2 separate regions of the Oryzias latipes genome follow, and region 2 is linked to region 1. A link is a contact called in public Hi-C data. All regions are on one chromosome and are shown on one strand. Each heading gives the region's core, a stretch centred on a gene start, on an enhancer-like site or on the middle of the called end of the contact. The rest is flanking DNA. Distances are from core to core; before and after follow the strand shown.

Evidence for each region. A called contact is a pair of places that touch in the nucleus more often than the background predicts.
Region 2: a Hi-C map of embryo shows a contact between it and region 1, with 1.9 times the contacts expected there. The contact joins the promoter of LOC101167011 here to the enhancer-like site in region 1. A contact is called at or near these places in 2 of 5 Hi-C or Micro-C datasets (both in embryo).

The regions. Positions count from the first base shown.
Region 1 is chr24:21,716,270-21,722,688 of ASM223467v1, forward strand. No RefSeq gene overlaps it. Among protein-coding and RNA genes, the nearest start is that of lama4, 24 kb to the right of the region's middle. Within about 2 kb of position 4,297, at least 3 of the 8 cell types and tissues checked have an H3K27ac peak or open chromatin away from gene starts, as enhancers often do. A contact at or near this core is called in embryo, where this site is marked.
Region 2 is chr24:21,842,680-21,849,049 of ASM223467v1, forward strand. LOC101167011 (tyrosine-protein kinase Fyn) reads left to right here and starts at 2,007. Exons shown (of 12, transcript XM_023953147.1): 1 at 2,007-2,106.

The DNA.
Region 1 (6,419 bases), core at 3,047-5,546:
TTTTGAGCTGAGAAAAATGGAATTAGGTTGAAAGCAAAGGCAAAGGATGTTTCTAAGCTCAGAGACGTCATCATCTGCTCAGAAGTATCCCACTTTCAGGCTCTTATCGCTTTAACAGGCTGTTTCTCTTAGATCAAAGTTATACATTTGAGGAGTCAAGTCACATGACTTCGCCGGGTCACAGTCACAATGCTTTGATAGCAGCTTGCCTTCATACCCTGTGATGCTTACAATTTTGTCTTTGAGGGGGTTGGTGTGGGGGGAGGACTGATGGCACAATGGCTGGTGATGGATGATGATCAGTCTAACAACCAGAAAAAAAGGAAAATAGGAATTGATTGTGTTAAAGGAGCAGGATTTTCCTAAGGAATGCTTGAGCCTCACCCTGTGGGCTCAAAGGACCGGTGCTGGTAGCAGGGGATTCATAGGATTAACAGGTCAAGAGTGTCAGTTACAGTCTCTCAGACCTTATGCCTTTTTAAAAACACAAGTGTCCACCCTGTTCCCCTTAAAATAAGTCTGCAAACACAATCATTGACGAAATGTTTTTATCTACATTAACTTAAAATTAATTAAACACTGTTTAGCGCTGTGGTGGTCAAACCCATGGGTGTCAGTGAATTAGACCGACAACAATTGATTTAGCTGGCACCACTTCTGCAAAAGATTACCTGTTGTACTTCTGGCGCTTTGCTCCTGAACATAATTAAGTGATCTTATTAAAACAGACAAACACAGGAGTTAGCATGAATTTAACAAAACATCTGTTTTACCAAGTACTCAGCTTTGAGTGAACTAAGGTCCGCTAACACTAATGGCGTGACTTCAGATGAAAGCATGAAACCAGAACCACTTCTGGTGTTGACTCCAGGGTCACATGTATGGAGAATGTGTGCATTTTTTGGGTTATTAGTAAATCACTATTTTTTTTCTTTCCAATCAGTTCCAGTCACAGGTTATCAGATAAATAAATATTTTTGGTTTATTCCTTGTATTTTGACACTGTGCAGTCTATCAGAGCTTCATTCGTCACTCTGTAATCTTTCCATCCAACATTGTGGCATGCCAGGGATCACCCCCCACCCCCCCACCCCCCTAGTCTTCATCTATAAAGCCCCTGAAGGCAGGCAAAGAACCAGATTTATGACAGATTATCGTCAAATATGTTCCAAACTCAATTTGACACGTGTGCTGTTTCTGCAGACAGTTCCAATAAAGCTCACGACACAGACGGGACATGTTTGTAATCATCAACAGCAGCTCCTCTGTGCATGGCTCTCAATTTATTAAGCCACATTTCAAAGCTCCACATGGTCTCATGGAAGGCTTCCATCACCCTGAGGTCTAACGGCTCACACGAGAACAGATGTGGCAGAAAAATATGGGCAACACACAGTAGCTGCAGAATGGAGGCTCTGCTGGAAGCTTGAGGGGCACAGAGAAAGCTCTCCAAGCAGACGTGGGACGGTGAAGCTGCTGGGCTTCATGTCACAGAGCAGGTGTGCTGTGGTGGGAATCAGTCGGAGCATTCCTTACTCTACATCGGAAAAGCCTTCTTTGACTGAATGAGTTTACTGAAAACACATGTAGGTGTTCCAGGCTTTATTTTCAAATTACATTAAGCTTTTTTTTTTTACTGTGCCTTGTTTCATCTGCTGAGCGGAGTTCCTGCAGGGCTGCTTTCATCTGCAGGACACTTGAGCATGGAAAGTTGTTCTTTTCTGTGCATGGCGCTTCCAAACGTTGCTTCAGGCTTTTGTCAGGAAGTTCTTTTCAGCGTTTGAAAGCTCTCTGATACAAAACCTGCTCTTTGCTTTTGTTCTGCACTTGAAAGAAGCTCAAATTGCAAAGAACCTCAAATCATTTTCTTCCTGCCATTTGTCGGGATTCTTTTATTTTTTAAAAATGCATGAAAAAGCTTAAAGGCCTCGTGTCAGCTCCCAGTGGAGCATTTTCACCACTTTGTCTGTCTATAGAATGGAACTAAATTTTCACATTCATCACTTTCCAGTTTGTTCTTTCAGGGATTAAGGCAGAGGAAGCTCCCACTCCTGTTTTTTTTCCTCCAGAAGAAGGATTCCCTGTCCCCCCACCCCCCGGCCTGCTGTTGTACTGCGATGCATTGCACTCAGTGCCTTGCAGGTCAGTCTCATGGCTTCTCCATTTCTTTCAACCCTTCACCAAACTGCTGTTGGAACAAGCTGCCTCATGGTAGAGCTGCTAGCTACACTGCAGGCAGCTGGCTTGTGTCTCAGCTGATGATGGTCAGCCAGAAAGATGCCCCGTCTTTGTTCCCTCTGCTGATGTAATATCTCCTCTTTGAAACAATGTCTGCAGCCATTCTGTGTAAAGCGTCTCCCTCTCCGATGAGCAAAAAAGAACCAACCAAAGGCAAACACAGAATATTTAGGAAGTGAAAATGTATTCCTGTATTTAACTGTATTTCCAGATGGTGTTTGACCGAATTCATAGTCTGTTTTCTGCACGAGCAGTGCCATAGATGGGTGTGTTTTACAGGATGTGATGCTGGACTGTTATCCACCTGGGCTCTTGGCTCAAACCCCCTTGAAGGCTGCTTTGTGACTGGCTGCTGACTGTGACCCGCTTTAAGTATCCAGACCACACCAGGAACAATACATGAACTGACTCTGGAAGAGTTTTTCTCCCACTCAGGGAATCTCCAGGCACACAGCTGTGACAACAGCAGGGCTCAAGCACAGGGTTTAGCCAAAGGTAAACGGGACAAACGAGCTGCAGCCGAGAGGTTGACAAAACACCCATCTCTCATCCGGTGTTTCTTTAAATGTTTCATCCTCTTTAAAATCACTTTCCCTGTTGTGAGATAAGCATCAGCTGGGTGTGATTTATCACACTGAAGCTCGTAAATGACCAAAAACTCCACTGCAGCTCGTGGTGCTGGATCCTCCTGTAGTCCTGCAGGACACAGAGGTGGTGAGCCTCTCATCAATCACACACTAAAAAAAGAAATGCTCCTTATTTCACTTCTCAGAGTTCACAATATGCCTCCATTTTACTTGAAATATTTTTTGGAAATTTCTTCAGCCACCAAATGTTCATGGTTACTGCTCAGGTTGGAACTTTACAAGTTTCTCAGATTTCTTAGTTCCCCAAAATTAACAGAAATTGGCAGGTGTGTCTTAAAGACGGTAAGAGAGTAGAGTTGATCTGTTTTGATCGTTTAATGCATGTTGAGTTTTGATAAGCTTTGAGTAACACTTTGATCTATTTTCAAAGTGTTCGCAGTGGTCTTTTATGCGGTTTTTAGCCAAATTCAAAAAATCGGTGTCGTTTTCTAGGACATAGTTTCTGCAGAGCGGCATGAGTTCATTTGGAATGCACCTCTAACTTGTGGACCCCTCTTCCCGTTCCCATTGCTAAGAACTTGGAACAGGGATCTTACAGCCCACTCGTTGTATTTTCTGTCACAAATACGCTCTTTCTCAAACAGCATTTGTCATCTGCTCTTGATTCACGATGATTTGAATAAAGGAAGACGATCAAGATTAAGATGAGCTTTTTGAATAGGGCCATAATGTGTGCCACTTTGAATACTCCTTCACAGTAATTCATGGTTTCATGGTATTGTTTTCTCCTTGATTTGTTTGACTTCTTTCAGTTGACAATTGCAAACTGACCTCTGTTTGCTGATTCTTGTTCCAGGACTCACACAGCTCATCTCCAGGGGGACAGGAAGGTGGTTCATAAAGTGCCTCTTCATCTGTCAATAAAGAACGCTTCTGTCTTTGCAACATGGGATGTGGCCTGATAGAAGACAGAGTGCTGTGCTAGCTGTCCTTAGGATCAGCTCTACGTGTTTTTGAATCCTTGGTGGAAGTGAGATTCTGCGTGGAGCCAAATCTTTTGTTCTGTTTTCTTCAAAAGGATTGGGATCCTCCTCACCCGCATCACGTGACAGCATGGAGCTGATTGAGACCAGGTGCTGCTTTGCTGCATCAGGCACACATTAGTCTGTCAATGATTTATGGAAACATTTCCACTCTGCAGGAGGACACAAACCCAGGGAATCCTTCTGGACCCTGAAGAACTGGAGAAGGTGATGGAGCCTCTCTGGTTCCGCCTCTCAAGCTGGGTTTCCCCTTAAAACAAAGAAAGTGGCCATTTTTTCTGGACCTGGCTGCCTCCACTGTAATGAATCGTTCAGGATTTGTTCTCCTGGCTCTCCAGCTGTGAAAATATTTAGCCTGTCAAACATCTGTTGGAGGAATGTGGGGAGGGAGCAAGGGTCCACTTCCTGTTAGAAAAGCAGCATAGCGGTGCCACCCCCTCCCCTCACAAACACTCCCCACTCCTCCTAACGTCAGAAGGAGGTCCTGCATCTCCTTGCTGCTCTTCAGAAAAAAAAACCCAGAGAAATGCATCTCATCAGTGAGTCAAAAGTAACCGAATAAAACCGTTTCCGTCATACCTGACGTCATGTTCCAGACAGATGACACCACTGCCCCCCACCCCCTACCCCCCTGTGTGCTCAGGATTTTATTTGCAGATAAGAAATCTGCAGGGAAACAGTTCAGCAATTCAATGAATAAACTGACAACGAAAATGTTATATAGTGCTTTTTCAAAAAATATCTACTTACAACAAATCTCTTAAGCTGAAATAATATTCTGATTCTTAAAAGATCAGCCTGCAGTGTTTTGAGCTAAAACTAGGAACTTTAAGATTTTATTTTACAACCATATTCTAACCAGCTTCCTGTTAACAGAGCTCTCCTGTTGTGTGTTTAAATCTGTTTTGCATCCTACACCTGTAGCAAAGGATGCAAAACAGATTTATTTTTGCATATCTTTGCATTACTTAAATCCAAATGCTTCTGAAAAGGTTACCTGCAGTAATTCAGCAGACATTTTTCATACATGCCATGACCTCTGGATACAGCAGGTTAAGAATATACATGGATGGATATTTATACATTACTGATTATTAACTCAAGAAGAAATAGTTCAAACATGCCAACGGACTACGTTTGATACAATTCTTTTTTATTTATATAGCCAAATATTACAACAATAGTTGTCTAAATGGACTTCATACCAGTAATTGTATAAGAACATGAAATCAGTCATAAAATAAAATGAACGGCAGGCAACTTGAGCTGTGTGTTTACCTGGTTACTCCTCCCTGCTGGCGGTTCAGTCTAATTAACTCACCTGTTCGGTCCTACTTAAGTCCAGGTGCGGTCCAATCCTCTTCTTCCATTTCCGCGAGCTCTGCGTTCATCACCCCACCCTCCTCCCTGGCTTCCACCTGTGAGCTCCATTAGGGGTAGTTTAATACCCAAAGCTTTCTATGGAGATCTTTGTTTTATGTGTCTGAACGGAGCCTTATGCCAAACTAAAAGAAATATGGAACAAATCTTCCTTACTGCATGAGTTGTCTGACTAAAATAGGTATTTGCTAAACTAGACTAAACAGACTAAACTAAAATCTTTTGGGTACAAAATTTAATGTTTGTCAAAGTTTAAAAAGAGAGGTTTATGTCTTTTCTGTGAGTGCAGGGCAGCAGAGTTTATCACTCACGCAGAGGTTATCCTCCTTGAGCCCCCGGCCTCATCACTGACCTGTTAATCTTTCGTTGCGTGACCCATGAGGTCAGGAAACAGATGGAAGGGCCCGTGTTATCACCTTGCTGTTGTGTGACTGGACAGTGCTGGACTCTGATTACTGACCACAGCTGCACAAGGTTCCCATTATAATGTGGGGATCTTCCTGCCCACTGCTGAGCTGTTAGAGCTGCAGAAGCTGCCACAAACAGCACCTCTGTGGAAAGACATGGTCCAAGGAGAAGACTGTAGGGTTGGGGTTGCCCTCCCTGTCATTTATCCTGGAGGAGAACCACGGGAGGCTAAAAATCCAAGTATTCTGCATTCCACCTTTTAACTTGATGTTAAGCCTCAAGACTGTTCTTTCATCTGGTTTAGCAGTAAATCTAAAGTCCTCTCATGATCAAGATTTTTATGAGATTTAATATTAATTATTAATCAACACTTGATTAATAACTAATAACACTTCAGAGTCAGATCCACCTTTTGAGCACCTTTGTGCAGATTTCTCCTGTCCACGTTTCCTGTTCAGTGAACACATTATATAATCAGAAAAACCATAAAAGACATAAAAACAGAGATTGAGACCAACATAATAAAAAAGCAGCTAGGCAGCGCGATAGTGAAGGAACAGCTTGGCTTTAAAGGTCTCCATCATAACCGGTGGCAGTTGGCTCCAGAATTTAGGAGCCAGCACAGCAAACCCACAATCCCCCCGGAACTTACATTTGGTTCTCGTAACCAGTAACACACACCAGTGTGCAGAGCAAAAAGACTTTAATGTTTTAAAAGCAGACTAGAGAGGTAAGAAGGTGCAGTACCTGCCAATGACAAAAA
Region 2 (6,370 bases), core at 757-3,256, 120 kb after region 1:
AAAGTTATTTATGAACATTTTCATAGAGGCAAAATATTTTAATCTGATTTCACAAAATGTTTGACATGTTCAACAAATTTTTTAGCAATGATGTAAGAAACGAAAGGAAGAGGAATAGTTGTATGAACAATAAAAATTCAGTCTGAAAGAATAGTTCATTTAGACAGACATGATAAAAACACACGTGGAATGATCATAGCCAGTCTAAATGATTTTGCAGAGATTTCTACTTATTCAGTTCTCCAAAGGCATAAATTACTGAATGAGGTGAAAATCCAACTGACACTCGGTTGCACCCAAAACGACCACATATTTGTGGAGGTCACACTAACTGTTGTTTAATTCTGTTGTGAGAAAAAACTGTAAACATTGCTATTTGTCAATATGTTTCATAAAGTATATAAGAAAAACAATTCAAAGTAGAGAAGTTTGTGGTTAAAACTGTCTATCCTTCAGCTAAGCTAATGATAGCATTCAGGTAGAATCTCTTTGATTTTCTGTCTTCATTGAGGTCATCTGTGAAAACAGAACTCTTGTTGTGTAGAGACCTATTACAACGTTCTCACTCTCCTGCTAAACAAAACACAAAACAAAGAAGTACAACTTCTGCTTTGGAGAACAATAACTTTGGCTTCTGGCATGGAGTGGTGTCAGGATGCTGGTAAATGAATCCAGAGATGCACAGAACTAAAGCAAAAACGGTTTAAATTAAATTACAGATGTTCCATGAGTACTCCATGCTCCACCAGGGGTGTCAGGCAGACTGAGAATTGAGAATGGTTATTTCCATGTAGCGAGATTGATTGATTGATTGATTGATTGATTGATTGATTGATTGATTGGTTGATTGATTGATTGATTGATTGATTGATTGATTGATTGATTGATTGATTGATTGATTGATTGATTGATTGATTGATTGATTGATTGATTGGTTGATTGAGTTTACCGCCCCATAGCGTAATACCCTTATATGCCGGTGGGAGGCAGCAGATGACTGATTGATCCTAACAGGCTGTAATTTACACTGATGGAGAACCAGACAAAAATAAATGAGAGCTGTCATCGCTAAATGAAACATTAATGCTGCCTGTAAAGAAGTTGCAAAGGAGATGCTCGGCCCTGACAGCTTAGTTCTCTCTCAGATAGCTCCAGTTTTATGACAGGTTCATGTCATGTCTGCAAACATCAACTCTTGTTTTGGAGAAGTTTCACAATAGTCAAAAATTTGCATTGCAGTTAGATGAATCTGGTACATGAGACGGTGGGAAGGCCCTGGTTCAAATCCTATCTGGGTTCTTCCTGTGTGGAGTTTGCATGTTCTCCATGTGCGTGGATGGGTTTTCTCCAAGTACCCTGGCGTCCTCCTACAGTCCAAACCCCTGCTTTATAGGTTCAATGGGTTATAGGTTACTCCAAGGTGTCCCTGTGTGTGGGAGTGCCTGTGTGCCCTGCGACAGACAGGGTGTGCCGCCCCCTTTCCCAACAGCAGCCAGGACTTCCTCCTGCAACCTTGTGACCCCAGGGATACAGTGGATTGAGATACAGTGCGGATACAAGGGATACCGTGGATTAAGAAGATGGGTGGATGGAAGATCTGATATGATGTTTGTTGAGCAGTGAGGTACTGGCTCATCCGTATGACGCACAGGGAACTGGAAAGTATTTCTAACAAATGAGAGGTCTGATTACTCACAGTATAGCTGTATAGTATAGTATAGTATAGTATAGCTGATGAGTGCTGTACAAAGCAGGCCAAAGTTTCACACTAATTGTTATTCGACATTTAGAAAGTATAATTTTTGTACACACTCGGTTCGGCCCTAGAGTGTTATTATGTGTGATTTTAGTCTGTGGTGTGCTCCAGTAGTTTATCAGCGTAAAAACGGTGCCTTGGCTGAACAAAAGTTATAAAACACTGCCTTAGTGATTCTCTACTGACTTCACTTCAAGTTTGAATAGGAGTTCAGAAATCCTGGAGCTCCTGAAGGCAGCAGCAGCCTCATTATGCGGGTCTCGTCACACCGTCACGCAGAGCGCCGCGCGCCTCTTAGTTCCGCGCAGCAGCATCTTCTCGGCGCGTGGGACCCAGAGCCGCGCCCACCGGTAAGTGTCTCCGTCCTCTGCCGCCGTCACGCCCGCCGCTTGTTGCACGTGCTGCTGCTGCGCTCCGGGGTTTTAACGCATGCGCCTTTGAGCTGGTTCCCGTGATGTTCAGCGGAGTCAGATGCGTCCAGAGGAGCCTGGCAGTGCGTCTGCGCCTCTGGAGGACTCTGCTGCCGCGCTACAGGAAGGATCGGCTGGGGGTTCGACCTCGGAGCCTTGAACGCATCATCCCATTAGTTTTGTGTTGAATCATTGCAGACCTTTCATCAGAAACTGTCAGATCTGAACTGGTTCGGTAAGACTTCCAGCTTTTGCATCATGGGACAGGCTGGGGGAAAGTCTCAGTTTTACTAAACTCAGTCTGCAGCAAACTTCAAGCTTTCAGCAAAGTCTGAAGGATGTGGTTCACATAGTTGTTGTTGGTTCATGCTGAGAGCACCAGCTCTGAGCTCTGAGAGCCATGGTGGTCCAGCTGGTCCAGAGAAAACTCAGAAGTAGAACCTGCTGCTGAAACTTGAACTGAAGTCAGACTTCAAGCATACTCTGCATCTTCTGTCATCTGGTTTCCTCTGCTCACAGTTCACCACAGCTGTCAAATTCTGTTATTGCGGGGGAAACGGCTCTAGGTAATGAATTGTTGGCCAGTTTTTTTTTATCTTGAACTGTGAGTAAATTCATTTGAACTCACATGAACTGAAACTCACAAAGGTTACACTAAGCATCTTCCTGTACGAGAAAATCAAAATAAGAGAGACTTGGGTAACTATTGGATATGGGTCTTTGGATGAATTTACAATTAGTATTAATATTGACTTCTTTCAAAACACTCAAAAACTGTTCACAGAATGGATAATAATTGAAACGTATAAACCTTGTGCTATCCTAGGCACTTTAACATTGGGAGTTGGGTCATCTAGACCCACTAGACAGTGCTCTGAACCTTTTTTCTTCAATGATTTGTGATATTCACTGGTGTCCATGGATTACATGAAATCTTTCCACCTTTATCCACCTTTGTCATGGTAGGGAGAACACCTCAATGGAAGGGTGGGGTCACCGGGACCCCATAGGATAGCACATGGGTCAAAGGGGACGAGGAAGCAGATGTCAGCGTTTTATAAAGTTTACCCCAGAAATCAATGAATCACAAAAACATACTTTAACTTGTTGCTAAAGGCAAAGCGCAGCAGAGCATGGCTGCAGGGAAGAGTGGCGTCCCTCCATAACCAGACATTTAAATAGGCTGAGGACAATTAACAGAAATGAAAACTTACTAACATGAACCTGGAGTGACTGAAAACATGATCACATTATTTTCTTTTGTACCCAGATTCTTGTATTACAGGGGTTCTGATCTGCCGCTTTTGTCTTTGCGGTTTCAACAGTAGTCAAGGAGTCTGTTTTTGTTGTTGCTTTTTGTCAGACGTCTGAGCACGGCGCATCAATTCAACACAGCAGATCGTTCAGGGAGTTTGGTACTAAGCACAGAATTAAACACCAGCTGGATTTTCTACAAGTGGGTTGATTGTTGCTTTAGTTTACTCAGCAGTGGCCAATAAAGTAATGCTTTAATAATTTTTTTACACGTCCTTGACGTTTATTTATTACATGTCCTCACTTTCCATTCGATAGGCAATGTAGGACGGTTATGGTGCATCGGAAAATCGCAGGTTGGGTTTCCGCTCTGCCCGTCCAAGTGTCCTTGGGCAAGACACTGAACCACATGTTGCTCCTGGTGGTTACAGGTTGACACCAGTGTTAGGCAGTGGAGCCGCCATCATTGTGTGTTCATGGGTGAATGGGACTGAGACTGTACAGCACTTTGGGCCTTTAAGAGGGCAGTACAGGGCTGTATAAGTATTTACCATTTACTTTGTGTTTGTGTGTCATTTATTCAGTGTTCAGTTCTGACATAAAGCTGTGCTCAAAACACAGAATAAGGAAGGAAATCTGTGCTTTTTGTGATCTTGATGTAAAACCAACAGATTATTCATTTTATGAATGCATATATACATTTTTGTTGGTGTTGAATATAATTTCCTTTTAATACTGTTAATGTTGTTTCTGAAAACACAAGACAGTATTAAAAAAACAGACACAAGAGCCCAAACAGTCAACAGTCCAACAGCTCTGGGGATGCCTGTCCAACCTCCGATTTTATTTAGAATTGGTTGCCTTGGTTACAAAAAAGAATAATGAATCTAAGAGATGCAAGGTCAGTAGTTAACAAAACACTCGTATAAACTTCTTACTGCAGACATGGGAGTGCTGGTTCACAGGTCTTGCTTATCAGTTTGAATCCCAAACTACCTCTTTTTTCTTAAACATCTTCCTCCTTCCTCCAGATTATTCAACTCATTTTTATTTAAATAGCCCAAAATCACAACAACAGTCGTCTCAATGGGCCTCGTACCGGTAATTGTAAAGTAAACATAAAATCAAAAGGATCATGAAGTCATAGAATTCAATAGGAAAATACTAAACTGAACTAACTAAACCGACTAAACTAAACTGGCATCCCTGCCCTTAGACCCCCCTTCGCGGTAAGGAAAAACTCCTAAAAAAACGGTTTCCGGAAAAATAGAAGAAACCTCAGGGGTGTCCACATGGAGGAGGGATCCTCCCCCAGGACGGACAGGTGATGTACCAGAACTCATAGAGAAGAATTAGCTTATCTTAGCTCATCACTGCCAGCAAGCAGCTGATGTCCAAGCACACCGCCCCCCCAGCATTCTAGCCTCCCAAGCGCAGGGGTCCCAAGAAAGAGGCAGTCCCAGGAGCAAGCCCAGGCCCCCGCCTCCAAGTGTTGCCCCTGGGAGAGCTCTGATTAGGCACCCATGGGACCGAGGCAGCCGACCAGCTAGGGCAACCACCGATTGCCTCAGTGGAGAACCGCCAAACCTCCAAGATCCCCTTCGACACCACTGAATGTTGCGTTATTCACTGAGACATTTACACACTGAAATGACATAAGGCACAATTAAAGGTTTTGCTGATCCCGAGGGAACCGTTCTCTGTTGTCTCATGCTTTTCTCTGCTGTCAGTGATTTTCTGAAGTTCGATCTTTTGAGTCAACCAACAGGAAGTGAGAACAATTAACAGAAATGAAAACAGGGGGTGATTACCAACATGATGCTGATGGGGGGCAAACTAAGAACCAAACATGACCAAAAACAGCAGAGAGAAACAACTAAACTAAACTGCATCATCTAATGTAGACGAGCCTTCCAACAACTTTTGATAAACTATAAATAATTCAAACTTTAAGTCAAGTGCTCGGAAGTGAATATTTAGATCTTCAAAAAAAGTTTATCAAAGTGTTCAGCCATTGGATGTGGAAATCTTTCCTAATGCCGTTTGTTATGAACACTGATTCCCTTTTTCCCCTCATAGAAAACTAGAAATACTCCACTGACCAGACTGATCACAGACTTTATCCATTTACCAGATGCCTTTTTTTGTAATTAATTATTTGCTGTTACACATGTGGAAGGAACAAACATTTTAAACTAACAAATAATTTGTTACACAAAATATTCTCATTGTTAAATTTCAGTGATCTTAATTCAAACTTTAAGCATTCTTCAAGCCCACTTGAGAATTAAAATTCATCATGTTTAGTGAATCAGCAAAGATTTTGGAACTTGAAATGTATCACTGAGACAGTAAAGTGAAAAGACAAAAAGGCACAAATAAAAGTTTTGCTCAACCTTTCTTTTCTGCTGTCAGTGATTTTCTGAAGTTTGATTGTTTGCATCAACTAACAGGAAGTCCTTGAACCCCAGCCCCCCCACAAGAAAACCAGCACAGTTTTTGCAACAGTAGCCTCTCACCCTAGCCTGCACAGGTGTGAACATCACACAGTTGTGTCACGTCTGCAGGAAGCCATGTATATATTGCTGCCTTTCTGTGGAGGCAGAGAAAGTTAGATCAACGGCCCTCCATGTAGATAAAGGGCATTTCAGGGAGTGTGGGGGGTGTAGCTGCTGCCATACAAAGAGCTGGCTGTAGTTCTGCTGTCAGAGAGCTGCCTCCCCCTGCAGGATTCGTCTACGCCTGGTGGACATTCATCCCGCAAACAAAGGAGGAGAAACTGCTTCTGTATGTGACTCCGCTGCAGAACATACAGCTGCGAGAACCGCAGAACACAATGAGACTTCGGTGAGGAGGACTCAGACTTCCTGACGCAAAAGTACTCATTAGTCAGCAAACATAGAAAGGGAACCTGCCATCACCAGTGAGAACTGAAGAAGCTACTCAGATC